Regions from separate parts of the Mus musculus genome. Here regions 1, 3, 4, 5, 6 and 7 are each linked to region 2. A link is a contact called in public HiCAR-type, HiChIP or PLAC-seq and capture Hi-C data. All regions are on one chromosome and are shown on one strand. The core of a region is the stretch at or near the end of the contact, and the rest is flanking DNA. Distances in the headings are between cores, read along the strand shown.

Region 1 (3,253 bases), core at 569-3,068, 2.1 Mb before region 2:
ACTTTCAGCGGCAAAAAGCCTACAGGATCCAGAAAACAGCACAGCAGCAATAAAGATGGGGGGGGTGGGGGGGGGTCTGGAGGGGGGAGAGCATCAATTACCCAATGTCAAGCAGGGGCTCTTTTCTAACACTTGTAAGGATCCACAGCCCTTTTCACATTTTATGACCAGGCATTTGCTTATGTTATACTGTGTATGTGCCTTAGCCTTTAGGTCACCTAAGGCAAGAATAACCATTTCCTCCGTGCTCAGAACACCGATCTGCGCCACAAATTAAATGTTCCTCTTTTAAAATCCGGTCAGGGAGGCAAAAATAAACCAACAACAAAGACCAGAAAGGTCAGGCGATTTGGTATAAAAGATAGCAGCACAGGCAACCGAAGAGGGAGCACTAAACTGCCTGTACTGTCCTCTAACGCTCCCATAAACCACAGCCCTACCTTGACAGCCTCCGCGTGGGTCACCCGGGCTAGAGATTTATCGTTGACGCGCAGAATCTGGTCCCCGACCCGCAACCCTTCCTTCTCTGCCAGGGAGCCCGGCTCCACTAGAGACACGTAGATGCCCACGCCGTGTTCCGAGCCCCCGCGGATGCTGAAGCCCAAGCCCTCGTGGGCCTTGGCGCGCCGCAGGCTCACGAGTCGCACCTCCCCGGGCCCCGCGCCGTCGGGAGCGGCCCAGGCGGGCTGCCTGTAGGGGGTGGTGGCTGGCAGGTAGAGGCCCTCGGCCGTGTACTGGTCGAAGAGCAGCTGGTCGGAGCGCGGGATGACCAGACGCAGCATGGGCAGCAGACGCCGCTTGACCGGGCTGTCCAGCAGGACGCGCAGGGTGCGCACCAGGTCGAAGACGTTGCGGCGCGCGTGGTACGCGTTGAGGCAGTGAGTGAACTGCTCCCGCTCGGGCTCGCTCAGCAGCGCCGTGAGCGCTTGGTGCAGCTGGCGCACGTTGGCAGACAGCAGCCGCAACCCCGCGCCCCCGCCGCCGCCCGCCGCCGCCGCCGCCGAGCCCAGCGAGCCGGTGGAGGACGAGCTCACCGACAGGCCGTCCAGCTGTGCGTTCATCTCCCCGCCGAGGCCCGGCCGCACTCGGGGCGCGCGGCGCGGGGCGGCAGCTGCACCTGCGGCCAGAGGCGCGACAGCTGGATTCCCCGGGGCGCGGAGGTCACGGCTGGAGTCTGGGTTTGGGGTAGACGCGGAGTCACCGGCTGCAGTCTAGACTGGCCCGGAGAGCGGAGACGACGGCTGCAGGGTGGGTTGGGGAGGTGCAGGTGAGCTAGAGCGCTGGCTGGATCCTGGGGAGGTGGCAGGGACAGCGGCTGGTGTCCCAGGGGCGCGAAGGCAGGTGAAACTGGAATTCGGAGGACGAAGAGACGGCGGCTGCAATCCTGAGGACCGCGGCGGGATCCTGGGGGGACAAAGAGTTGGCGCCTGGAGGCCGGAGGTCGTGGAGACTGCGGCTGGAGGCCGGGGGGAGCGAGAACAGCAGCTACATGCCGGAAGGCGCGGGGACCGTGCGTGGCCGCAGTGGGGGGCGCAGCCACGCCGCCCGCCCCGTCACACCATGTCCGGGGCTCCCCCAGCCGAGATGCCCGTTCCTCTAGGGCTGGGGGACCCCAAAGTCAGAAAGAAGTTAGGGCGCCGGTCAATCTAGGCTCAGAGTCCGGAGCAGTCGCAGCCAGAGGAGCCACGCGGGCGTCCGGCGGGGGGTGCGGGGCATGTCCCGGGCCGCCCACCATGCAGCAGCCCGGGCCCCCGCGCCCCAACGCCGCCCGGGCGCACACGGAGCCACGCGGCCGGGAGCCCGGACTTTGCGAACTGTTGAGCAGCTCTGGGCTGAGTCTTCCAGCGAGTTCCGACGCCGCCGCCGTCGCCAGCCGGGACTTGGCCCCGCCCCCTCGCCCCTCCCCCTCCCCGCCCCGTCCCCCCGCGGGCTCTTCAGGAAATGACGTCCCGCCTGGCGCGCCTGGCTGTTGCCTGGAGACGGGGTGAAACAGTCCGGCCCCAAGGAAGAAAGGGGTGAAAGTGGGGGTGAAAGAAAGCAGGAGGAGCCCTGGGCCCCTGCGAAGTCTTCCCACTTCCTCAGCCCAGGGGTGAAAGATGGGGTCCTAAAAGCTGCGCTTTCCGGCGATCACAGCTCGATTCCAGGGTCGCTTTGGAGCAATTAGCCGGTTTGCCAATTCACAATTGGGGAAAATGGCCAACTTTTGGCCTCTAAAATAATAGATGCTTCATGCTCTGCTTTTCTGCCTTAAAATGTTGTTCCTGCAGCTTGCACACGTGCTGACTGCAAGTTTAAGTGAGTATGTGGACGATAATCGGTCACCTGCTCTGCACATGAGAAGAATATAAGCCACACAGGTGCCATCAGGAGCCAAGTCCTGTGCTGGGATAGATCAGCCTGGGCCCCTTCCTCTGGTGCTCTCCGGAGTGGGGGGGGGGGGGGGAGGGGGGAGTGGGGGAAAGCAAGGAGCTGTTATCAGAACTGTAAAGTATGCAAACACACACACATGCATTTAAAACTAAGTCTGGAGTAGGAATGTCACTTGTACCAACTGTTAGGTCCCGCTTGTGATCTTTTCCACACTGAGGGAACAGGGTGAAGGTTACATGACAACTCTATATACAGTCTTTAAAAAAAACATATTTTATATGGAAAGATGTCAGAATACACAGTCTAAAGTCTGTCATCTGATACCCACTCTCCTAAACACTATCACAGGAAAAACTCGGCTTCTAGTCAAAGAAGTGTTCTAAGAAGATCTATAGTGCTTGACCTAGTCACCACTACATGCCATGTGGATCTCTTTAAACCTGAATTGCCTCTCCAGAGGTGTTCTGTGAAAAGCTGGTTTTTTTTCCCCTAAGACTGTCCTGGGTTGCCGTCACAGGAATGAAACGGCTGACTCTGATATGGGAGAAATAGAAAAAGAGAAGGATTATCTGGAGTGGCTTTGAGCTGGCTGCAGAAGGGTGTTTTGTTCCCTGGCTAGTTATTTACCTGTGCACTTGGTCATTCTTCATTCAACATTTGCCAAGCACCCGTTCTGCTGCTTGACCAAGCGGCATATGGTTGATGCTGGAGACCCAGGATAAAGAGTTGAAATCTTTGACCTCAAAGAGTCATAGTCTGGCAAAGGAAAGACGGTGTAGGTCAAGGTTAAAAACAAACAAACATAAAAAAGATAAGCATTAGGAGTGTCAAGATAGACCACAGTGAGGCGAGGAGACTAACAGGAATGGACTTTCTGGGCTGC
Region 2 (3,692 bases), core at 293-2,792:
CCTGTATACAGATTCTCATCTATCCCAAATAACACACTCTACTGTGGAAAAGGCCTATGGATATTTATATTCACAGAACAAAAAACTCCTAAGTCTTAACTTAAATGCATTGTGGGGGATATCAGGTAGATGGGCTACAGCAAGATAGGGAAAGTTCTTTTATCTTTTCCGGATGTTATAACATTCTTAGTGGAAGCTCATAGTCTTCTAACTTTAACTATACATTCCAATGGTTTACCTTATAGTCAGAAGATTGTTAGGCCAGAGTCATAGGTTGTTAATAAATGGCCATTAAGAGAACTAAAGCTAGCCCAAGATAAATTGACTATGTGTCTACAATATGTTTTATCCTTTCCCAGTTCTAGGTATTTGGTCAGTCCATAGAATTGCCAGCACAGATATAATTTCTTCAAGGAACTTTGAGTCACATATTCTCTGGGAAAGCCTTGGGAGTTCTGGGTGCCTGGGTTGGCTCAGGGCTCTAGAATTATCTGAGATATCAAATTGTACTCAGAATGTATAATCAGGAAATCCGGCCAGGGATAAAATCATGTGAGAACTCCTGAATCACTGAGAAGAGAAACAAGTTGGAGAATGAATAGCCTGGTTCAGAGTTCCATCAAAATCGATGCCAGGTGTATACCGAACCTTGGACAAGATGTGTGGGACAGGGGCGGGAGTGAGGTGGGGGAAGGGGATAAATTTACTTTTCCCACCTTTCTGAGTTATTAGTAACTCATCAAAACAATCCTTAACTTTATTTTGAGATAAAGAAGTAGAAAAATGAAGTTAAGAGTGATTCTGGGAAATTAAAGCCAGGTTCTGACAGGTAGAAACTGGTTACTTTGCCTTTTAACCCCTAGGTCTCAGCTTCTTTTCAAAGTCTGTAGTCTGTCGGAAAGTGTCTAAAGGTATTACTGTTTTTGTTTTGTTGTCTTATCATTGTGCAGAGGGTACACAGCTAGGTGGAATTTCAAATATGAGAGCATAATATTTCAGATTCCTTCATATTCCTCACTAGTACTGTGTGTTTATCGCATTCAGGAGCAGGTATTACCTGTCCACAAACTACCTTCAGGACCAGGAGGTCCTGGCCACAAAACCTCCCGTCTGACAAGGCTCAATGCAGGCTTTTCCCTGTTTCTCCCTCTGCTATCCGCCTCTGCGCTGTTTGGCAAAGAAAACGTCTTTCCTAAGGGGCATGTGTTCAGTGACTCCACTTTGGGATGTGTCACAGGCAGAAACACCTAGCCCGGGGACCTGCAGCTCTTTGAAGGGAGTGTGCTTGTCTTCTTCAAAGAGGCGTCTGTCTGCAAAGTGCCCGAACTTTCTGGAGACTACTACTGGGGGATTAGCATTGACTAACCATGTTTAGACTCTGAAACGGGGCAGAAAGCTGCAATGGCCTAGGTTTCCGGAGCCATCCCTATCTATTCAGCTGGGCCGCGGGCGCTGAGCCCACAGACCTACAAGCCCCAGCATGCCTCGGGAGGCGGGGCAAGTTGACGGGCAGGCGACTGTACGAATTGGCGACTGCCATGGGAAGGACGTGCTAGCGCATGCGCAGAAGGCAGCGGGCGGGTGGGCTGGCAGCGGTGGACTCGCGTCGGAGCTGCGGGCGGTCAGGTAGGGGGCGGGAAGGAGGGTCTGCGACCAGGGACTGTGGTGGGTCGCGGGGATCCAAGATTGAATGGCAGGATTTGGGGACTGGATCGGAGTGGCAGGATCGGATTCGGAAGGGACGGGCTCAGGAGCGATTCGGCGGAGATGAGATGCAGCTGGGGGAGGGGAGCAAAGGGGCTGAGGAAATTTGCAGTTGCAGCATGTCGGGAGGTATGAGGTAATGTGGGGGCCATGCGGAGAGACGGGGTGCAGCATGTGGGAGATGGGAGGATCTGACGTCCCTGGAGGTATCTGGGTGCAGAATATCAGAAAGCATAAAGGAATTTGGCAGGCCTGGATGAGGTTGGGTGTTGGCGGGCAGAATCTTAGGGGCTTTGAGGAGATCGGTGTAATGATAGCAAGATCTGAGATCAAAACAGCCAAGGTCTTGGAAGATCCTAATTGCTGAAGAGAAAGGGATTTCTGTAGCGGAATCTGGGAAAGACTGAGGGGTGAGTTCCCGAGGGAATCAGTACCCAGTTAGAAAATCGCAGCAAAGGTTTGAAGGCAACACGTGAGGCAGGACGGGGGCGGAGGTGGGGGGCGGGGGTTGGAGGTGGCCCAGTACAAGATGGGGATGATGGGCAGATGAGCGATCAGATTGAAGGAGGGCAGAAATCTGAGGTACAGGATTGGAGTTTGGAGATGGCATACAGGGGTGATAGATGTGGGAATTTGAAAATAGATTAAAGGATGTATTGGAGGGATGAGGGACACATAAGAGCTATTGGTGAATTGCAAGGCTGCAGCATACAGTCTAAAAGGTTGAATGATAGATTTGGGATTTAGCGTTGAGAATGAGGTTTGTGGAGAATGAATGGTGGGGAGTGAATGCTGTAACTAGATTATAGAATTCAAAACCAAATGAAATTTGTGAGTAGGTTCTTAGGAGGTTTTTGTTTGTTTTTGTTTTTGTTTTGGTCTTGGCATAACTGAACCCAGAGGGTCTTCTGGAGACCCAGGGACCTGAAAGTAATTTATAAATAAACTATGTATAAATGAATGGAATTTAGGAGAATGTAAGGGTTTGGGAATAAAGACACCAGTCTTCAGAAATCCTGAAGGAGAGTTTGACATTCTTTGAAGGGCAGATTCTTCCTCACTTACTAACTAAAGGCCCTTTAATCCTGAGGCAGGCATGTATTCTGACTATACCCACTCTGACCACCCCCACCTCCTCATCACAGACCCGATATTATAGGCCTTGGGGAAGAAGCAGTGAACTACCTAAGGGCTTCTGCTACCTAGCCTTTTCCCTGTCCAAGGTATGAGCCAAAATGATCTTCAACCTAATATTATCTTATAGGAGGTCCATTATAGCTCACAGAGACAATGGTTCTGGGTGAGAAACAAAACAAGGTTGGAACAAGGCGGAGCCTCCTGTCTACTGAGTATTTAGCCTGTGCCATTACCTAAAGCCAGGGTTCTCAGACAGGGTGCTTTTGTTCTGCCAGGAAACATTTGACCGTGTCTGGATGGAGGCATTGTCAGTTGTCATAGTTGAGGGGTTGTGTGTGTGTGGGGGGGGGGATACTTGGGGGGGGGGATACTGGTTTCTAGTGAACAACCCCTACAATAAACTATCATTTAGCTAGAAATGGCAGTCATGCCAAAATGGGTCCTGGCATCAGAGTCAAGAATGCTCTGGTTAGATCCTGGCATTATTTATTTATTTATTTGTTTATTTATTTATTTATTTATTTTTCTCTTTCTGCTTTGTAACCTTTAAAGAGTCAATTGACCTCTCAGTGCACAAGCTCTTCAGGGACCTACGTCATAGAATGGCTGTGAGGACTCAGTGTACTAAATCAGGGTGCTTACTGTTTGGTGCCCAGTAAAAGTGCTCAGAATTTACTACTTTTGAAAATATGTGTGCTTTCTTCTCATGATATTCCTTCTAAATATACATTCACTGTTCAGTGTTACCCACGAAACTAAGGCTTAGGAGGTCACTTGTCTAAAGCCACATTCCTGCCATGTAGCTCCCCGCCACATCCTCTCTTCCATTGCTGGTTTGCTGCGGTCGGCTT
Region 3 (3,584 bases), core at 410-2,909, 2.2 Mb before region 2:
TTGGTGACAGCTTTAACAGACCAAGCACATCTAGGGGAGAAAGAGGAAGGGGAATCGGGACAGAGGAACAGCACAGACAAAAACACAGAGGTCTGAAAATACAAGCTGAACTTCAAGGATGGCTCAGGGCCTGGCCCCTGAGTGCCACAGGCAGGCAGGGAAGTCTGGACAGCCGTCAGGGTAGCAGTGGAAGCTGGGGATTCGAATTATGATGTCCTGACCCAGGAGGGCCAGCCCCTCTATAACTAGGTCCTGCTAATGGTTGGGCCATTGAGCTAAAGGTCCCCACCTGCCCCCAGAGAAACTGCACCCCACCCTCCCCAAAAAAACACCAAACACTGCTTTCTCTATGTCCTTGCTTCTTATCACCTAACACCTGTACAGAACTGATCTCCATGTTGTCACACCCTCCAGGGATTCTATTTAGCAACTAGCTAGGCAATGCCCTGTTCCCCACACACTGCTTCATACAGCTCTCTCTCTCTCGAGCGCGCGCGTGCGTGCGTGCATGTGTGTGTGTGTGTGTGTGTGTGTGTGTGTGTGTGTGTGTGTGTGTGCGTGCGTGTGCGTGTGTGTCCAGGATGATCCTCCCCCACTGAAGCTTCAACCTTCAGCAGCCCTGGCATTCAGAATCTCCATGCTACCCAGCTAGAGAGAGCCAGGACATCCCCACCTTAACCTCATCCCGATGAGGAAACAGAGGCACCCACCTAATGAGAACAACCAGGAAGTTTAGAACACTGTGACTATTAAACCAAGGCCAGGAGATGTATAGGAGGCAGGAGGATGGCAGGGGAAAGACCTCCTTACCAAGCTGCTGGACCCTTTTGAAGGGCTGGGCTGTGGGGCTCCAAAGCAAGTTTGGATCCGTGGCAGGGCATAGACCTGTTCACAGGAGTGGCCTTTGGCCTGCGGCAAGTGGAGATACCCATGACGGATGTCCCCGGACTGTCCCTTGGCTCACCCAAAGAGCCTGGGAGGAACTAACAAGGGGCCAGGCTATTACTGACTCTCATCTTGTCCTACTGTAGCTCTAAGCTGGCTTCCTGGCCCCCACTTTGTCCCTGCCCTTATTTGGGTAGGAGGGTGTCATCTCCTGGCCTGTTCCTCACTTCCGAACATCTCGAGACCCTCAGTAACCCAAGCACTAACTGGCCTTGAGATGAGCCCACCCCGGGGGACAGAGAGGGACCAACACGGGTCCAAGTTCACCAAGGGAACCAAATTGGATCTGGAACTGGAAACTAGCATCTTGGGGTCCACTCTTTCGTGGGGGCCGGACTCCCAGAACTGGACAGGAGTGGCAGCAGCTGCGTAGCTGTGATTTCCTGGCTGGGCTGGGCTGCCTGCCAGGGTTGTCCAGAGTCTATGACTGGCCCATCCAGAGGGAAGGCGGCCTTCCCTCTGGCCCTCCTCCTGGCTCAGCTCCTTACCTCACTAGTACTACACCACCATCCTGCCGGCCTGGGCTCAGGGGAGCTGCCCACAAGGTCTTTGTTTCAAACCTGGGGAGCCCCCTGCCTCCACAGCAGCCTGGAACGCCTCCAGACTGCTCTGCCAGCCAGAACGGCCTCAGCTCACAGACAAGCATCCCTCCCCACTTCTCCCCGCCCCTGCAGCTGAGGCCTTGCCTTGCCTCCTCCTCCTTGCAGGAAGCGCCCAGCCTGATTTCCTACAAGTGTTTGTGAAAAGGAGGGGGGGTTACTCTGCGGAGCTGGCGCCAAGAGCTTAACCCTTTGCTGGGCAAGTGTGGGGCTGCATTGATGGGAAGAGAACTTCTGAGGCCTTGAGTTTGAGACCACCTCAGTTGCAACCACAACCGTGCTTGTACGAGCAGGAAGTCCAGAGAAGGCTTGGCTAAAGTCACATTGCATGCCGGTCCCAGGAAGAGGAGCCTGCAGTTCCTCCACTCCCACCCCAAAATTGGTCTCTTCCATCACCGAAGACTTTATCAAAGCCTCTCCCACTGTGTAGGTCTCATTGCCCATCCTCACAGGAGGGAAAGGGGAACCTCAGCCTTGGCGCTTGCTCCTGTCTGTCCAGCTTTAACTTCGTCTACTAACACAAGTCTCATCATCTCAGGGCAGACTTAGGGATTTCTGCCCTTCCACTTACTGTCCATGCCTAGAGATAAGATGAGCCTGCACTGGAATTGTCTAGGTAAGAAGGAAGAACTAGAGGATCAGGTGAACATCTCCTCTTGTAGCTTCTCCCTCAGAGGCCCCAGAGATGAAGGAACAGAATTATCTTCATGGCCAACCTGTGGCTCCTCAGGTCCCTTCACCTCTGTGAGAGGTGTAGCCATCTGAAGAAGCAGGGTGGGACACAGACACATCACACCTGGCCCTTCACTCTATAGTGAAGTGTGTAAGATGTCAGGTGTGCCTGAGGCAGAGTATGAGACAGGCTGGTGACCAACGTCTCCTGCTGCTTTGGTATCTCTGAGGCTGAGGACTCGCAGATCCTAGGGAAACACCCGAGGTTTCAGGTCTCAGATGCTGGACCTGCCCTGGCTGAAGACAGGGGCCTGAGAGTAACAAGCTGAGTGGGGGTGAGGCAGGACTATCAGGAAGGTCTGGGTGGGGAGGCCACAGTCACACAAGCGGCCGGAAGGACAGAGAGGCAGAAGCAAGCCGCAAGCATGACTGATGAGAATGTTCTAGAAAGGCAGCTGCAGAGACCTGAGAGAAGCAGGAGGCCCTTGAAGACAACAGGATATGATGTGAGAGGACTCAGGGGCCGGGGCAGGAGGTACAGAATCTGACCTTCAGGATCCAGGCTGACGGGGCAGGCAGGAGGAGGCAGGAGCCAGGTAGAAGGAAGATGCTGCAGGAGCCCTAAGTCCGCTCCTGGCTCTCTACTCTGCCCCTGCTGACCCAGAGAGTCAGGAAACAGAAGAGACATGAGGTCAACCCTCTGCCATCCAGAAAGCCCTGGGGGGGGAGGGGGGACCTCAAGGGAGCAGCCAGGCTGGGGACCACCCAAGAGTGATGGAGAGAATCTTAGAGTCCATAGGCCAGGGAGTTCAATGCCAGCATGCCAGCCTCACCTCCTGCTGGCACTGTGACCTCAGTGGCTAGAGCCATGGTTTTCCTTTCTGTGGAACAGGGCTAACCAGAGTGGCCACTGCCCTGGAGAGGCTGCTGTCAATTCCATGACAGACGGCCTGCCCAGTGTGCAGTAAGGGACCTTAGGACCTATGTCATCACCATAGTTTCTGCCCCCGGGTCTCCTTAGGTGGGAGAGTCTGGTCTCCTCCAAGGGCTTGTGACTGATGGGTGAATGGAATGAATGAATGCTCTTGAGGGCCAGCTGCCAGGATCTGGCTAAGTCTGAGCTAGCACCAAGCACTTTCAACCGAGTAACCTCTCAACTCCTATCTCCCAGGCCCTGCCTTGTACACACATCTGGGGGCTGGGGCTCCCTTTGCAGTCCCCCGGCGACTATGGAACAGAGCCAAATCTTATCAAGACCCTGTCTACTGCTCTGGCGACCATGTGGCCCATTGTGTGGGTGGCAGGCTCCCCTGACATCCTGTCACTCACCCGCTCACCCTCCCTGATCATTAACCCATCAACACCAGG
Region 4 (3,431 bases), core at 1-2,500, 2.1 Mb before region 2:
AAAATACGTAATAAAAAAAAACACTTGGCACATTTATTATGCTACAATTATTTGTTTAAATTAATGTCTTAAATTTTCAAAACCATGTGGGTGGGTGGTGGTACTGCATATGTCACTGTGTTTGTGGAGGTCAGGAGACAGCTTGCAGGAATTGTTTTTCTCCTTCCTCCACGTGAGGTAAATATCTATACCCTGAGCTATTACAACTCTGTCTCCTTAATCTGTTTTCAGGATCAAAGGAGGTGTGCACGCCCACTGTGCTTGCAGCAACACTTATGGAAAACAGCACTATTTATTCCTAAGCTTGGGTCAGAAAGGGATGGCAGGTCCAGGGATACAGCTCAGAGGGTGGAAGGGACTCGCCTACAATGCTTGAGGGAACTAGGTTCCAGCCCTAGCACCATGAAAAAGGATGGCAACTGGCCCACAAGTCACAGGGGTTAGTAGTTGACTTGATGCTGAGTCCTTGTGTGAGTGTGTCTGAGTATTTGCTAGTGTCTGAACCTAGGACTTCAGACGTCTCTCCAGAACTGGCCAGAACTTCCTAAACTTCTCCATGATAGATGTTTTCTTTTTGGTTTTTCGAGACACGGTTTCTCTGGGTAGCTCTTGCTGTCCTGGAACTCACTCTGTAGACCAGGCCTGCCTCGAATGAGAGACTCAGTTGCCTCTGCATACCTAGTGCTGGGATTAAAGGCATGTGCTATGCCTCACTACCTGCTTTGGTTCCCACTCCCCTCCCCCGCCAAACACGGTCTCACTAGCCAGGTCATGAACTCAATCAATCCTCTTGCTTCAGCATCCTGACACGGGTGTGCTGGGTTTGCAGCCTGTACCACTAGGGCAGCATTGCTTCCTGATAGGGTGTAAGTTCCAAAGAAATTTCCAGAAAGGTAGGAAGTCTAGCTGGGTGAAGAGAGGGGGTAAATAATCAGGTTTGGATCCTTGCTTCTGAACTTCAACGTGGGCACACTATTAATTTCGGGAAGAGAGAAATAACCACGTGACAGGACTGCCACAGGGATAATACCAGCTATAAAAAACCAGCCTTTGACAGTTGCAAAAGAGCAGGAGTAGCCATCTCTCAATGCGCAGGCGTAGTGGAACAGCTTGGCACGTCCCTCCTTGTCCCGCCCCGCCCCGTCCCGTCTCACCCCGCCCCACCCCGCCGCCCCGTCTCACCCGCCCCGCCCCGCCCCGCCCCGCCCCATCTCCTGGGAGTCACCGGACTCAAAGGCAGTCAGTCAGCTGAGACACCGGGCGGTTCTTTTGACGGTGGGGCGGGGCTCCTGCGCGCTGCGCAGGCGCAGAGTCTGGGTGGTGGATCAGGTGATCCGAGGGGCTTCGGAGGGTGTTTGAGCAGTTGACTTAGGCCGTTCTCTCAGCCCAAAGTCCCCTCAGCAATGGCGAGTCAGTCGCAGGGCATCCAGCAGCTACTGCAGGCCGAGAAGCGGGCCGCCGAGAAGGTGTCCGAGGCCCGCAAGCGTGAGCTCCGGGACGGGGCGGGATGCTAGGCTGGGACGGCGACTAGGCCGCGGGCGGAGGCCGGGGGACAGTGTCGGGGCCAGAAGCTGTCCCGGCGGTGTCTGGAAGCCTCGAGGCTGGACCTCAGGTGCCTGTGGAGACAGTAGTGGGTTCGTCCACTTCTCGGGGTGGAGGGCGTGAAGTGGGCCACCCCACAGAAACTGCTCCCACCCGATCCCGATCCCTTGCTTCCGGCCGCGGCCCACCTACGGGAGCCACCTCCACGGCCGTCGAGTCTGCGAACCTAGGTCATTCTGGCCACCTCTCCCTCACGTTCGTCACTTTAAACGGTTCGCCCAGCCTCTCTAACCTGATCTCCGTCCATCGTTTTTTTTTTTTGTTTTTTTTTTTCTTTTTTCAGCACCATAGTTGAACTCCCTGAGTTCATGTGGCTACCTAACTCGGCCAGTCATTCCTTTCTTTGTTCCCCTGAGAATGTATTAGAGAAGTGCCGAGTTCATATTCATCACAGGGTATTTCTTGTTCCAGCGGAGGCGCACATACCAGTTAGGATGTGTGTAGCAGTGAAAGGCCAATATTGAGAGGGACAAAGTGGCCAGAAAAGTCAGTTTACCACGTGTGTAACTGGGACCAAGGAGTGGAAGAAGCCTGTAATATTCTGCAACAAATTCCCCCCCCCCCCACTTCAGACACCTGCTTAAAATTCGAACATAACTTTCTCGTCACACCTGGCCTTCCACTCAGCACTCCTTGTCCCCGCAGAATGGAGCTGGTATTTCATAATGGATTAGAGGAAGTGTTTTCATCAGTCAGGCTTTTGTATTCTCTCCTAAGCATGTCCCTGTGAGAAATTCTCTTCCCGCAGTACTGCGTCGCTTGAATCCTAAAGGCATCCTCATTTCTGGCCCTCCAGGCTTTTGCACTTCGTTTGCCCTGATGGTTAGTTTTGGATCTCAGAATTTGGCAGCGGTTCCTCATTCAGGCTCTTTCCCTCACTAATGCTTGTTTTTGACGTAGTGTTATAGTAAGCTGTTGGTTTCCATGGCCTTGCCGCTAGAATAAGCTTTTGGAAACTGGAAACTGTGTCTCAGGACCTTTATGAATCTAGTTTTCCAAGGTAAGAAGACACTGCGTTTGCTCCTGTTTTTTTGCAGGAGGGAAAAATGAGACCCAGAAGGTGATTTGGCCAGACTCTGGCTTGAGAGGCCTTTCTCATGCAAGGGATTTTCCTTAGTATAAAACTTGCAGTACACTTATGTTACATACTGCTGACGGGCTGAGACCTCTCAGAGATCTGCCTGCCTCTGCTTCCCAGTGCTGGCCTGAAAGGCATGTGCCACCATGCTCACCCCCCAAGTAGATTGAAGTGTGGCCCTGGTGGGAGTTAGGCGATTCTTTATTTCCAGGAGATGTTTTCTGTAGAATGCTGGGGGTGGAGAGAAGCCCTTTTCTTCTCAGGTGGCTAGAAAGGCCTGTGTTGTCATGCTCTCGATCCAGAATTTCCAGACTGTCTTGTCAGTTTGTCCTGTGATGACTCAGCCGCAGTAGCAGGTGTATGTGTTGGGAATTATGTGAGGCTGTTTGGAGGAGATGCAAGAGCAAATACTTGGACTGTGGTGGGAATGACCGTGTTCCCGGGAGATTTTAAACCTTACTTGGCTGCAAGCTTGTATGTATCAGATAGCTGAAGCAGTTTGTTTTAGAGGGGTTAGCTTACAGCCAGCTCACATTTTAATATTTTCAGGGGTTGGGAAGAGAGGCATTGAAAAGAGCTGAAATATGAGAACTGTCATCCTTGATTTGTGGTCACACTTGACTTGCTCAGTTAAGGGTTGGGAAGGAAAAGTTGTAATCTCAGCGTTCAGAGGCTTGTGGATCACTGAGTTCGAGGGCAAGTTCCAGGACAGCCAGAAAAATCCTGTCTCTGGAAACCAGGAGAAAACACA
Region 5 (3,318 bases), core at 743-3,242, 2.4 Mb before region 2:
ACCAGCGTGATCAACCTTCTCTCCAGCGTAGATAATCGCATATCTCTTTTCCTGTAGCATAGAGGCCCTCAGTGTGGAAGAGAAAAGATGCAAAATATTACTGGTCACCAAGTCCCTCAGTAATGGAGATAAATATCGAAGAGTGCCAAACAAAGTAAGAGAGATACCCAACACTTAAATGCAATGCCTTTAAAAGCCTCTAAGGCAAAAAATAAAAAAGAAGGAAAAAAAAAAAAAAAACAACCCATGAACGAAATACCAAAAAAATGTAAATAAAGACAGGATGTGCCTGGCACAAAGTATGCAGCTCAGAAACACACAGCAGCTGTGATTGGGCAGGGAATACTTTACCTTCGAAGCTGTGAACTTAGGAAAATTCGAGAAAGACCCGCGGCCCTTTCTCAGGCACAGACACGGGCAATCAGTGCAGAGCATCGGGTGTTCTTGTGAAGGAAGGTGAAGCACTCAGACTGGAGGCGGGGGGGGGGGGGGTGCGCGGGGGGCCCCAGCAGCCCCGGGTGCTCTGCCCCCTGCAGGATGCCTCGTACAGCTCGGCGGAGCCCTCCCCCACTCCGACTTGGGACTTTTCCGAAAGTTTGCTGAAACCAGACACCTTGCTTGACGGTGCCCGCGTGCAGCCTCGATTTAAAAGGCCGCCTTCAGCGCCCCCCTCTCCGCCCCCAGCGGAGACTTCAAAAGGGCCGGCGTCTGTCGCGGCCTCAGCACCTATGAGCCACCCCCCGCACCCGGAGCTCGAGCTGGAGCCGGAGCACGCGGAGTGGCCGCGGCTGCAGCGCAGGGGGACCGGGCCGGTGGCGCAGGCCCGCGCTCCCATGCTCCTCCCGGCGCCGTCGCGCCCTGTGCGCCTTTAGGGAAGGGGACTGCACCCCCGCCCCCGCGCCCGGGGCTGCGGGGACCCATGACCACAGATGCCGTTAGGCACCCGCCTAAGAACCGACCGGCCAGCGTCACACTTGGGGACCCAGTAAGTGCCCTGGGACTCACGGAGCTCTGGGCGTTTGGAGTGCGCAAAGGTGGATGCATGTGCAATAGAGGGTGCAGGTCCTGTATGCACGCCTGTGGTTGCCATTCGCAGAGGGTCGTGTGCAAGCGGGGAGTGTGCACTCGGGGAGCTGCATGGACTGTGCATGTGGGAGTGTGTGCGCTGTGCATGTGCATTTTGTGCGGGTGTGAGCACTCGGGTGGCTGCCTCTGGGAGCGTAGCGTCTGAGATCGCCAGGAATCCAGACATCCAAAGGTGTTTCGCGGAAGTTCAGTACAGTGCGTGGCTGTGTCTGCGTGTGAATGAGTGTGAGTGTTTGGAGTGTGCCTGCGGGAGTGTGTGTGCGGGAGTGTGGTATGAATCGCCTTGTAGAGGCCAGAAGCTAGAGATTTAGTCTCAGGGCTGAGCCGTGCTCGTGAGTTTGAGAATCTGCCTGGGTGTCAGAGGGTGCCGCGTGGGATTCCGGGGAGTCTCTGGTCGGAGAAAATGCAGAAAGGCCGAACACATTCAGCACGCTTACCCACAGCGGTCTTCCACGGAGCTCTAGGGTGCAAGAGTTTCTGCTAAGAGTTGGGAGTTAAGACAGATGGTTGTCGTGGAAATGTAGATGCCAAGTCAAGGTCCCAACTGTGTTTCTGCATCTCTAGGATCCTCTCAGGAGTAGAATTTTCCCCCTTCCTCCCCCACCGCCCGCTATCGAGGATCCTTAGTGTCATTAATCGTAAATTCCTAATCTCAATTGTGATAGATCCATGAGTAGCCAGGAGGAGGTTCTTTTTCATGAGTCTGTTTTGAGATCTGGGGGTGGGATGTCCCCCTCAGGATGGATAGGTGGACGGTCGCGCGAGGCAACCGATGCTGCATCCCTTGCTGCGTCCGGCAGGGGGCAGCAGTTGGCAGCAGAGGGCGGCCCGGCGCGGGGAGGAGAAGAAGGTGGAGAGCTGCGGCGGGCCGAGACTTTAAATCGCCTTCATTTCCCCCAAATCCTTCCTTTTCCTCTCCTCCCCCAGGCCGGCGGGGAGGCAGCTTCCACCGCCCTCCGCGCGCGCTCTCCCGGCCTTGCTCTGCCTCCAGAGACCGCTAGCGGCCCGCCTCCAAAAGTTTGATCATCTCTCTCTCCCTGCCTTTTCTTGCTTCTTCCTTTTCGGTGGAAGCAGAAAAAGAGCGAGGCAGGGGCGAGCGCGGCTCCGGCAGTCCTGGGACCATGGGCCTGGCGCGGGCGACCGCCGGGCTGGGGCCGTGCTGTCCGTCTGCTCCGGCGCCCCTGGGCGCAGGACTGGGCTGGGGGTGCGCCGGCAGCGCGCTTTGAGCCGGCCTGGCGCGGCGCGGCGGGGGGCTGGCGGCCCCATGGGGCGCGCCCACACTTGCCCCCCGGGCTCCGCAGCATGAAGTAGGGGCCTGCCATGGGCACGGGATTCGCGCGGGGGGCCCGAGGCACAGCGGCGTCAGGACCCGGGGGGTGAGTACAATCCCAGGGTTGCCCCCGATTCAGCTTCCTGAACCTCGGATGTGCACAAGAGTCTGGGGTTCCCTGCCGCACCAGACGCTCGCAGAGTAACGTCAGCTTCCTGTAGCTTCCCGCCAGGCGGGACGCCAGGGGTTAACAGGGGCTGTGCACCCCAGGCCGAGCTCTTTTGAGACTAGGACCAGCAAGGGAGGGTCCGCGCAGAGCCAGACCAGCGATCCCAAGAGGGGTCTAGTGGCAGTGCTCAGAGTGGCAGGCAGGGGGCAGGGGCCGGAGGAGGGAGTCTCGGTGTCTGCAGGTCGCGGGCTTGCATGGCTTTAGTTCCACTGTCCTGTGAATCAAGTTTGTCGGTCGTCAGGTCCGGGTGTCTGTTCCTGGCTCGGCCTCGGGTTCTGCACGTTCCTGCATTTCCTAACCTCTCTGCCTGTGTGAATGTGTCTTCTTGGGTCTGCGTACCTCAAACTTCCCAGCTTCTCCCGGGAAGCCTGCAGTTCCTGTCCCTCTCCTGAGTAAGCAAGGGGTGAGAGCCAGCTTGTGGGAGCGGAAAGGCCCTGGGAGATCACCAAGTCCAACCTCCTTGTACAGATGAGGGAACCGTGGCCAGAGAGGGGCCGGGAATCTCCAGGGCGGGGCCCCCGCACACAGGGGCACCCCACAGTTGGGATTCCCAGCTTGTGCAGAAGTTGTAAGAGTGAGGGATTCAGTCACTATGTGTGGGTGTGTGTGGGAGAACGCGGTCCAGAGGGGCCCTGTGGACTATATCTCAGGCACAAGGCTTGCCTTTCCATCTTGCTGGTACTCTAGGGCTCCCAGAAGAGGTTGGCCAGAGTTATAGTACCGCCCACCCTCT
Region 6 (3,745 bases), core at 616-3,115, 2.1 Mb before region 2:
CATTACAACCACCACAAAACTAGCTATAATCCCTTAGCGCCGCCGAGGAATTCATCACAGTACGATCTTTTGAGCTCAAGGCTCTTTTTTTTTTTTTTCCAATCAGGAATTGTATAAACGTGAAGACGGTGTTTGTGTTATTTTCTCTCTGCTCACAATACAGTGAACACTGCTCACTACAGTGTTTCTGAGGTACCACGATGTCCTCTGCTGCAATCTTTCTTTAACACCTGGCCACGTTGGGTCCCCAGGAAGAGGTGGTACAAAGCCCATCTGAAGGATTTTCATGTAATGACATCTTATAATTACACCCTTCTCTTACTTTCCTCAGGTGTGAGTGAGTGAGTGAGGCTGGAGGCTGAGATCTGAGCATAGACTGACTAGTTTTTTTCTTCCTCCTGCCTTCTACTGCAGAACCAAAGAGTGGCTCTGGAGCCACCCAGTGCACCTGCAATGACCAGCCTCACTGTGGGCAGTGGTGCTATGCAGCCAGGAGCCACTGACTGAGCACCTATTGTGTGCAGCTGCTCTGTTGTGGGTAGGGCACCAGGGAGAACTACAACCTAGGTTCTACCTCACACAGCTGGGTACCAGGACACTTTATCAGACACACACTTCTGACATGCATGGGACGGAAGGTTCCACCACCCGCGCAGAGCTGAGTGAAGGTCTGAGTGAATGACATAAGCAGGTCTCCTGCCACCTGGTGGGTACCCAGCCTAGGGTGTCGCTCTGAGGAAGCTCGATCCAGAAAGAGCGGGTGGACAAAGCTTAGCCCAACAGAAGTTAGTCTGTAGAGGGGTCAGCCTGACCCCATGAAGGCAACACAGCCCAAGCTCCTGGATAGACCTGCAAAGAATAGGCCATCCCCTGTCACTGAGATAGGGTTTCTACCCCAGATGTATGACAGGCCTGCTCCAGAGCCACAAGCTGCAGAGCAGTGGCCCCACACATGGGACATTCCTAGAAGCAAAGGTCCTCCTCCAAGGAGCCTAGCTAGGACAGTAGCCTGGTCCCAATGGTGGGAAAGCAACAGCTGCCAGCCTGGACAGACTCAGCAGAGGTCATGGAGTTGGGTCAACCTCAAGGGGCTCTGGAGGTACAGCAATTCCTGGCAGACATCAGGAACTTTATGTCTCCTCACTTCCTTCCTTTTCTTTGTTCCTTTCCTCCCTCCCTCCCTCCCTCCCTCCCTCCCTCCCTCCCTCCCTCCCTCCCTCCCTCCCTCCCTCCCTCTCTTCCTTCCTTCCTTCCATACTTGGTCCAGTTAGAATCATAAGACCACAGTAGCTATGCGGGTCAGCAGGGACAGTGCTGGGATCCCTGTGAGATCTTGAGCAAGTTCCAGCTTTTCTCTGAGCCTCAGTTGCTCATCTGTTAAACTGCGCCATGAATGATCCCCACCCCCACCCCCATGGGGCTACAGGGAGGATTAAATACAAGCAGATGTATCTAAATGTTAGCACCATGTCTCACTCATAATAGCCATTAATGAGTGGCAACCGCTATTGCGATTGCTTCTGAATGCCATTCAATATAGGCTGTCCCTAAGGGAACAAAAGAGGCCTAGCAGTTGGCTCTTTGGAAGGACTGGAGACTGGCTGGGTATGGGAGGGTAGTGCAAAGAAATAAGAGGAATCCAAAGATAAACTGTACAGGGGGAGGGGCTGTCCCTGCTGGGAAGGTAGGCAAGCTCCAAGCTGCAAGGACCACCCCTGCGGTAGATGCTGGGGACCTGGCTGACCTCCCAAGTGTTTTTCCACTCAGGGACCAGGCTGTCCTGCCCCCCTCTGGATTCACACTGGGCCCTGGAAGCTAAGTGGGCTGAACAGCTGGAAGCCCCGCGGAAGGCGGCGTTTCCGCCCCAGGAAAGCGCTGCACCGCAGCATGGAGCGCTATTTACAAATAAAGCCTGTTCTGGCTCCACCACCCACACAAGCAGGCCCTTTATTCCATTTCAATATGCCTAATTCCACGGAAAGAGCACTGCAATAAACAGAATTAATCAGTGCTGCATGCCCAGGCGAGTGTGGGCAGGTGTCGGCACAGGCAAGGGGCCTGTGAGGCGAAAGGAAAGAGGTGGCCGCCATCAAGCGCCTCACTGCTGAGGACACAGCCAAAGGACTTAGCTGAAGGTGGGCAGTTTGCAAGCAAATTACTCCAGAGTGCCTGCAACCATCTGACAAACTCAGGCAATGGGAAAGTTTTACAAAATCCATCTTCTTTAGCTTCTTTCTAACTAAATGAACATTAGTTTGCTGCCCATCTTCCCAATTGAACATAACTCCTGGAGGTCAGTGTTCACTAGCCGTGTGTGTGTGTGTGTGTGTGTGTGTGTGTGTGTGAGAGAGAGAGAGAGAGAGAGAGAGAGAGAGAGAGAGAGAGAGAGAGAGAGAGGGAGAGGGAGAGAGGTGTGTGTATATGAGAGCGAGAGAGACACCCAGTGAGTTTCATTACACGGGTGCAGGAGTAAAGATTTATTTACATATACAATTTAGACAGTAGTTGCATCAAAACATTAGCTGCCTATAAATCCTTGGGGAGGGCTGGGGCGGAGTCTTGTGATCCCTTCTCCATAATGTAATGTTGACAGATGAAGTTCCACAGACAGGATGATGGCTTATGTACAGGTTATTGCTGACAGTTCTAGAGCTGGGCAACTCAAAAGCAAAACACCAGTGGGTTCTGTGCGTGTGAGACCTTCTTGCTGGGTCACAGATAGCATCTTCTTATTCTGTTGGCTTTCTGGGGCCTCCTTGCAAGGTCACTGAAAGCACAGATGTTCTACCCTCAAGATCTAGTCACTCTCCGAGGGCCCCACCTCCCAACCCCAACAATGAGGTGAGGATGTGCAGGCGTGAATTTTAGAGAGAGACACACACAGACTCTACCTGTGCTTACCACAATAACTAATGATGCTGTTAGTTTTCTTTTTCTTTTTGTTTGTTTGTTTGTTTGTTTTTGGGTTTTTTGAGACAGGGTTTCTATGTATAGCTCTGGCTGTCCTGGAACTCACTGTAGACCAGGCTCAGTACCACAGATTACTACCTGGGCATTGGAATTTATTTAAGACTCTACTGGCATAAACCTTGTGCTGAGACCCACCTTACACCACCTCACCCCACCAGGTAGCATGAGACGATACACATGATCTGACTCTAAAGTGCGGGGCACACTGCTCTGCTGAGAATTAATTATGCCATTTCAGTAACTTCTGGTCTGTATAGAATGCTATCCCTGAAGCTGCCTCCTATACTCACAGCCCTCTGTTCACTAGCTGGCTTTCTCTCTCCTGCCCTCTGTATGTGTCATAAAAAGCCCTGGGGTCAGGGCCATCACAGGCATCAGCAGTGTTTGCAAAACATTAGTCTCAAAAGAGCTGGGCTGGCCCACAGCCTAGCACAGTGTGGGAGGCCACCCTGCTGTTTCTGGGAGCATTAGAGACCCAGCAGCCAGTGCAGGATCCCCAGCAGATCCAGACCTCAGCTGGGACACCACCTGCTTTGCTGAAGTAAATCAGCTATAAAGATCTTTCCCACCCACATCCCCCTACATGGCAGCCCACAGCCCATCCCCATCACCTTGAGGCCGCTGCTCTCTGCTTCAGAGCCTGGGTCCACACCAGTGATGTAAATGCCAAGGCCGTACTCTGCTCCACCTCGGATCGTGAGGCCCAAGGACCGGCCGTCCCCCAACACCAGGTTCACCTATAAGAAGAATAGGCAAGTACATTAACCTGGAGGAA
Region 7 (3,230 bases), core at 226-2,725, 2.2 Mb before region 2:
CTAATGAGACCCCCAGCCTCCCACTGAAGGAGTACACGCTGCCGGGAATCTTACGACAGCAGTTTTATTTTGTAATAGAAAACAATGGGCAAATGAGCATGTTTAAAATGAAAAGACAACGCCAGAAGAGGCGGGAGGAAGATGTTGCTGTGTAGAGAGGGGCAGTGGACCACCTGGAAGAGTGAGAACTCAGTGGACTTTCTCTCCCAGCAGGTTCTCGAGCCCACGGATAGGACAACACCATGCCTGCTGTAACCTGGAGGGCAGCTGCCTCCGCCCTGCTACCTCTTCCCAGCTGTGTGTGTTTCCCTCCTTCTGAGTCCACAGTATCAACAATGGAGGACAGACTCTCCCATGGCCCCACGGCTGGAGCTGGCTGTGCGGAGTGGGAGGTGTTTTTGGTGATGTTGACGCCTCAGACCTGGGCAGAAGAGATATTTGTTTATGTCTCCTCAGGAAGAGCTGCACAATAGGATGCCCACCCTCGGTTTGTGATCACAGCACTAGTGAGGGGAACTACAGTGTCAAACCTGGGTCAGTCTGGCTGCTGCTAGGGGACCACCTGGCTTGGCTTCCGGTCCAGCCTTTCCCAAAGCCACCTTCCTCAGCCCTGCCTGAGGCAGTCAACACCTGGACCTTGACTCTGATACAACCATCAGCTCCACCTGCATTTATCCAGCTGCCTCTCCAGCAAATCTCATCACCTTCCCCTTCCTCCACCCTTGGCGGCCTCTCTCCTGGGCCCCCACCTGCTCACGTGGTGGTTCCTGAGTCAACACTCCGTCTCTGTGGGTTCATATCCAAACAGCCACAGTCATCCTCAACACGTGGTTAAGAGCGTCAGAGACCATCCGACCTGGGTTCAAGTCCTGCCCCTGCTATTCCTATGCCATGTGACATAGCCTCACAACCCACCTCCCTCCATGCCGTGAATTGGGGCCTTGACCAAAGATTTTCCTCCTCCAAATGTCTAGCTATCAGTGCCGGTATCTATATACCGCCCAACACTGGCACCACCCACGAGGACAAGCCTCTCTCCCTTTCCACTGATCTCCCTGTTTAACGTCTGAGAATGTAGTCAGCCCACTGAGCTCCAGGTAAAGAATGAGGAACAAGACCCTACACTGCCTTAGGGCGTTGCCAGCAAGTGCTCAGTAAGTGCAGCTTTCCACGATGGTTGGAATTTTGTCAGTTCTACCTTGGCCTGCTCTGAAGCCCAGCACAGGAAGGCTGCTCCAGGCACTAATATTTCTGGGCATGGAGGGGAAAATCCACTTCCCTCCAGGGTCACTTGCCTGGAGCCCATCAGTCAGCACCTCCAGGTGTCATGCCCTGTTCTAAAATCTCGGCCGCGGAAGCCACAGCCAAGGAGGCTGCACCTCTCATATTCCAGTGTTTTATTTCCATACGTGTCCCTCTGCAGCTGCAACTTTTAATCTTCCTTTCCGCGCACTTTATTTCAGCGTGCAGTTTAATTAGAGGCGCTTGCGTCTGGGAGAGCAGCTGTGTCCAGACATGCTTCTGAGAGCCAGGCTCTGGATCTCGCTGGGGACAGCCTGCAAAGAATAAGCCCATTCACAGGCTTGGAGGCTGGACTGGAAGCCAGATACAACATAGGTCAACTTGTTAAGTGGGAACTTCAGATCGGGGCACGTACTTCGAATGATGGATGCAGGTCCTGATATCCAGGGCCACTGTACAAACCCTCTCAGTGGCACGGCTTGCTTATGTGAAACTCCCATAGCCACAGGCTTCCTGATGCTTACTGCTTAGGCCTAGCAGGTCTAATAGAGGCTTCAAATAACCTGTAGGGACCAGGCTGATGTGCCACTGTGGTTCTCAGTGTCACTCGTCCTCCCAGCTTGGATTCAGGGCCTACACTGTGAATGGTCCAGCATAGGGCAGGCTTTAGCTACACCCTGGGTATCTACGTGTTGGAATCTCAGGTTGACTGTCTAAGTAAGTACTGCTCCCTCTGGCCTGACGAATAAGCCTATCCCCGTGGGAGGAGGCAGAGTTGGCAGGGCTCCCCTACCATCCAGCTGGAGAACTGGAGGGCATGGGAGCAGGACACAGGTCATCCAGATGGACTGGCACCTATGAGCCCGATTCCCTCATCCCTTTTTTGTCCTCTTCCTCCAGAGCTCAGCTGAAAACTACCATGTTTGAGAGTTGGGGTGGGGCCCTCCATGATGCCCACCCCCACATCTGACCCGGTCCAAGTCACTCCACTATCTACAGGTTCCTTTTCTTCCTTCTGCCCTCTCCTTGTAGGAAGGTGTGGTAGTTTGAATGAGAAGTTGTATAGGCTCCTTTTGGAATGCTTGGTTTCCAGTGAGTGGAACTACTTGGGAAGGAATAGGGAGTGTGGAGTAGGTGTGGCTTTGTTGAAGGAGATATGTCACTAGAGGTGGCCTTTTAGGTTTAAAAGCTCACACCAGACCTAGTCTCTCTCTGCCTGCAACTAATGCATCAGATGTGAGCTCTTGGCTACTGCTCCTGTGCTATGCCTGCCTGCTACCACACTCTCAGCCGTGAGGATCATGGATTAACCCCCTGAAACTGCAAGCAAGCCCCCAGTTAAATGCTTTCTTTTAAAAGCTGCCTTGATCATAATGTCTCTTCACAGAAGGACAGTATCTGAGACCAAAGGCTTCCCACACCTCAGCAGCTGTTAGGACGGGCACTGATGCTCACTATGACATTGGCAAACCACTCTCGAGAAAAGCCAGTGTGTCTCACTCAGTGTGTTCCATGGGGTGGGGAATTGTGTCTCCACACTGTAGCCCTTCTTTAGAGGGCAGAAAACTATGACACAGTAGCTCAGTGGCCTGCATCACTCCTTCAAGTTATGCCCCAAGTCTCAGTGTTCCTATCTGTGGTATTGGTATGGTGTTCTAGCCAGTCCCAGGTCACTGTGGGAACCAACAGAAATACCCAGCACCAAGACAGGGACACAAGGCTCTCCATCTGCTTCCTTCCAAACAGAAGAGACAAGTTCAAGGACACCAGAGTCACATAGGAAACGAATGACTAAGTCGAGCCAAGTCCATGCTCTCAGGGACCCTTGTCACCTTCACCCCAGTGCAGGAAGCCTGGTAGGGTTAGCCAGTGATGGGCAGATGGGCAGATCCATCTCTCCGTTGCTTCCTCTTGCCCTTGGCTTGGGTCATGAAGTTGAAGGAGACTGATCTCACCCTCTCAAAGAAAAGCCAAGAGCTCTGTTCACG

The links. HiCAR-type assays count read pairs that join an accessible place to other places. HiChIP or PLAC-seq counts read pairs in DNA pulled down with a chosen protein or histone mark. Capture Hi-C pulls out chosen DNA fragments and counts their contacts.
Region 1: a HiCAR-type map of astrocytes shows a contact between it and region 2, with 7 times the contacts expected there. The contact joins the promoter of Whrn here to the promoter of Trim32 in region 2. A contact is called at or near these places in 3 of 39 promoter capture datasets (the 3T3-L1 cell line, hippocampal neurons and liver), 3 of 484 Hi-C or Micro-C datasets (the Ba/F3 cell line, CD4 T cells and Th1 cells) and 4 of 115 datasets of contacts at active chromatin or transcription factors (astrocytes, forebrain, large pre-B cells and 1 more).
Region 3: a HiCAR-type map of astrocytes shows a contact between it and region 2, with 6 times the contacts expected there. The contact joins the promoter of Akna here to the promoter of Trim32 in region 2. A contact is called at or near these places in 9 of 39 promoter capture datasets (the C10 cell line, cranial neural crest, embryonic stem cells and 5 more), 3 of 484 Hi-C or Micro-C datasets (cerebellum, myocytes and palatal mesenchyme) and 8 of 115 datasets of contacts at active chromatin or transcription factors (astrocytes, embryonic forebrain, fibro-adipogenic progenitors and 5 more).
Region 4: a HiCAR-type map of astrocytes shows a contact between it and region 2, with 5 times the contacts expected there. The contact joins the promoter of Atp6v1g1 here to the promoter of Trim32 in region 2. A contact is called at or near these places in 6 of 39 promoter capture datasets (3T3-L1-derived adipocytes, the C10 cell line, embryonic stem cells and 3 more), 1 of 484 Hi-C or Micro-C datasets (uterus), 4 of 115 datasets of contacts at active chromatin or transcription factors (astrocytes, embryonic forebrain, extraembryonic endoderm stem cells and 1 more) and 1 of 9 other capture datasets (adipose tissue).
Region 5: a contact with region 2 is called in a capture Hi-C map of embryonic stem cells, with 8 times the contacts expected there. The contact joins the promoter of Col27a1 here to the promoter of Trim32 in region 2. A contact is called at or near these places in 2 of 39 promoter capture datasets (embryonic stem cells and hippocampal neurons), 1 of 484 Hi-C or Micro-C datasets (CD4 T cells), 3 of 115 datasets of contacts at active chromatin or transcription factors (astrocytes, extraembryonic endoderm stem cells and large pre-B cells) and 2 of 9 other capture datasets (embryonic stem cells and liver).
Region 6: an H3K4me3 HiChIP or PLAC-seq map of stem cell-derived neural progenitor cells shows a contact between it and region 2, with 8 times the contacts expected there. The contact joins the enhancer-like site here to the promoter of Trim32 in region 2. A contact is called at or near these places in 5 of 39 promoter capture datasets (3T3-L1-derived adipocytes, the C10 cell line, frontonasal cranial neural crest and 2 more) and 2 of 115 datasets of contacts at active chromatin or transcription factors (forebrain and stem cell-derived neural progenitor cells).
Region 7: a contact with region 2 is called in an H3K4me3 HiChIP or PLAC-seq map of embryonic limb bud, with 14 times the contacts expected there. The contact joins the enhancer-like site here to the promoter of Trim32 in region 2. A contact is called at or near these places in 4 of 39 promoter capture datasets (the 3T3-L1 cell line, 3T3-L1-derived adipocytes, cranial neural crest and 1 more), 5 of 484 Hi-C or Micro-C datasets (B cells, the Ba/F3 cell line, CD4 T cells and 2 more) and 3 of 115 datasets of contacts at active chromatin or transcription factors (embryonic limb bud, forebrain and stem cell-derived neural progenitor cells).

Annotation. Positions count from the first base shown.
Region 1 is chr4:63,494,173-63,497,425 of GRCm38.p6, forward strand. Whrn (whirlin) reads right to left here and starts at 1,819. Exons shown (of 12, transcript NM_028640.2): 1 at 441-1,819. The coding sequence starts at 1,061.
Region 2 is chr4:65,603,444-65,607,135 of GRCm38.p6, forward strand. It overlaps Trim32 (tripartite motif-containing 32), which reads left to right and starts at 1,543. Exons shown (of 2, transcript NM_053084.2): 1 at 1,543-1,626. The region is part of intron 16 of Astn2 (astrotactin 2); the gene reads right to left.
Region 3 is chr4:63,401,786-63,405,369 of GRCm38.p6, forward strand. Akna (AT-hook transcription factor) reads right to left here and starts at 1,660. Exons shown (of 22, transcript NM_001045514.3): 1 at 1,434-1,660. Gm52742 (a long non-coding RNA gene) reads left to right here. Exons shown (of 3, transcript XR_003955424.1): 3 at 1-341.
Region 4 is chr4:63,543,515-63,546,945 of GRCm38.p6, forward strand. It overlaps Atp6v1g1 (ATPase, H+ transporting, lysosomal V1 subunit G1), which reads left to right and starts at 1,251. Exons shown (of 3, transcript NM_024173.2): 1 at 1,251-1,485. The coding sequence starts at 1,404. It overlaps Gm38592 (a long non-coding RNA gene), which reads left to right and starts at 1,779. Exons shown (of 2, transcript XR_881351.1): 1 at 1,779-2,424; 2 at 2,503-3,431.
Region 5 is chr4:63,213,420-63,216,737 of GRCm38.p6, forward strand. It overlaps Col27a1 (collagen, type XXVII, alpha 1), which reads left to right and starts at 1,993. Exons shown (of 61, transcript NM_025685.3): 1 at 1,993-2,462. The coding sequence starts at 2,407.
Region 6 is chr4:63,457,701-63,461,445 of GRCm38.p6, forward strand. It overlaps Whrn (whirlin), which reads right to left. Exons shown (of 12, transcript NM_028640.2): 3 at 3,582-3,707. Among named protein-coding and RNA genes, the nearest start is that of Whrn, 36 kb to the right of the region's middle. Within about 2 kb of position 1,866, at least 50 of the 459 cell types and tissues checked have an H3K27ac peak or open chromatin away from gene starts, as enhancers often do. A contact at or near this core is called in forebrain and stem cell-derived neural progenitor cells, where this site is marked.
Region 7 is chr4:63,436,181-63,439,410 of GRCm38.p6, forward strand. The region is part of intron 3 of Whrn (whirlin); the gene reads right to left. Among named protein-coding and RNA genes, the nearest start is that of Akna, 34 kb to the left of the region's middle. Within about 2 kb of position 1,476, at least 26 of the 459 cell types and tissues checked have an H3K27ac peak or open chromatin away from gene starts, as enhancers often do. A contact at or near this core is called in embryonic limb bud, where this site is marked.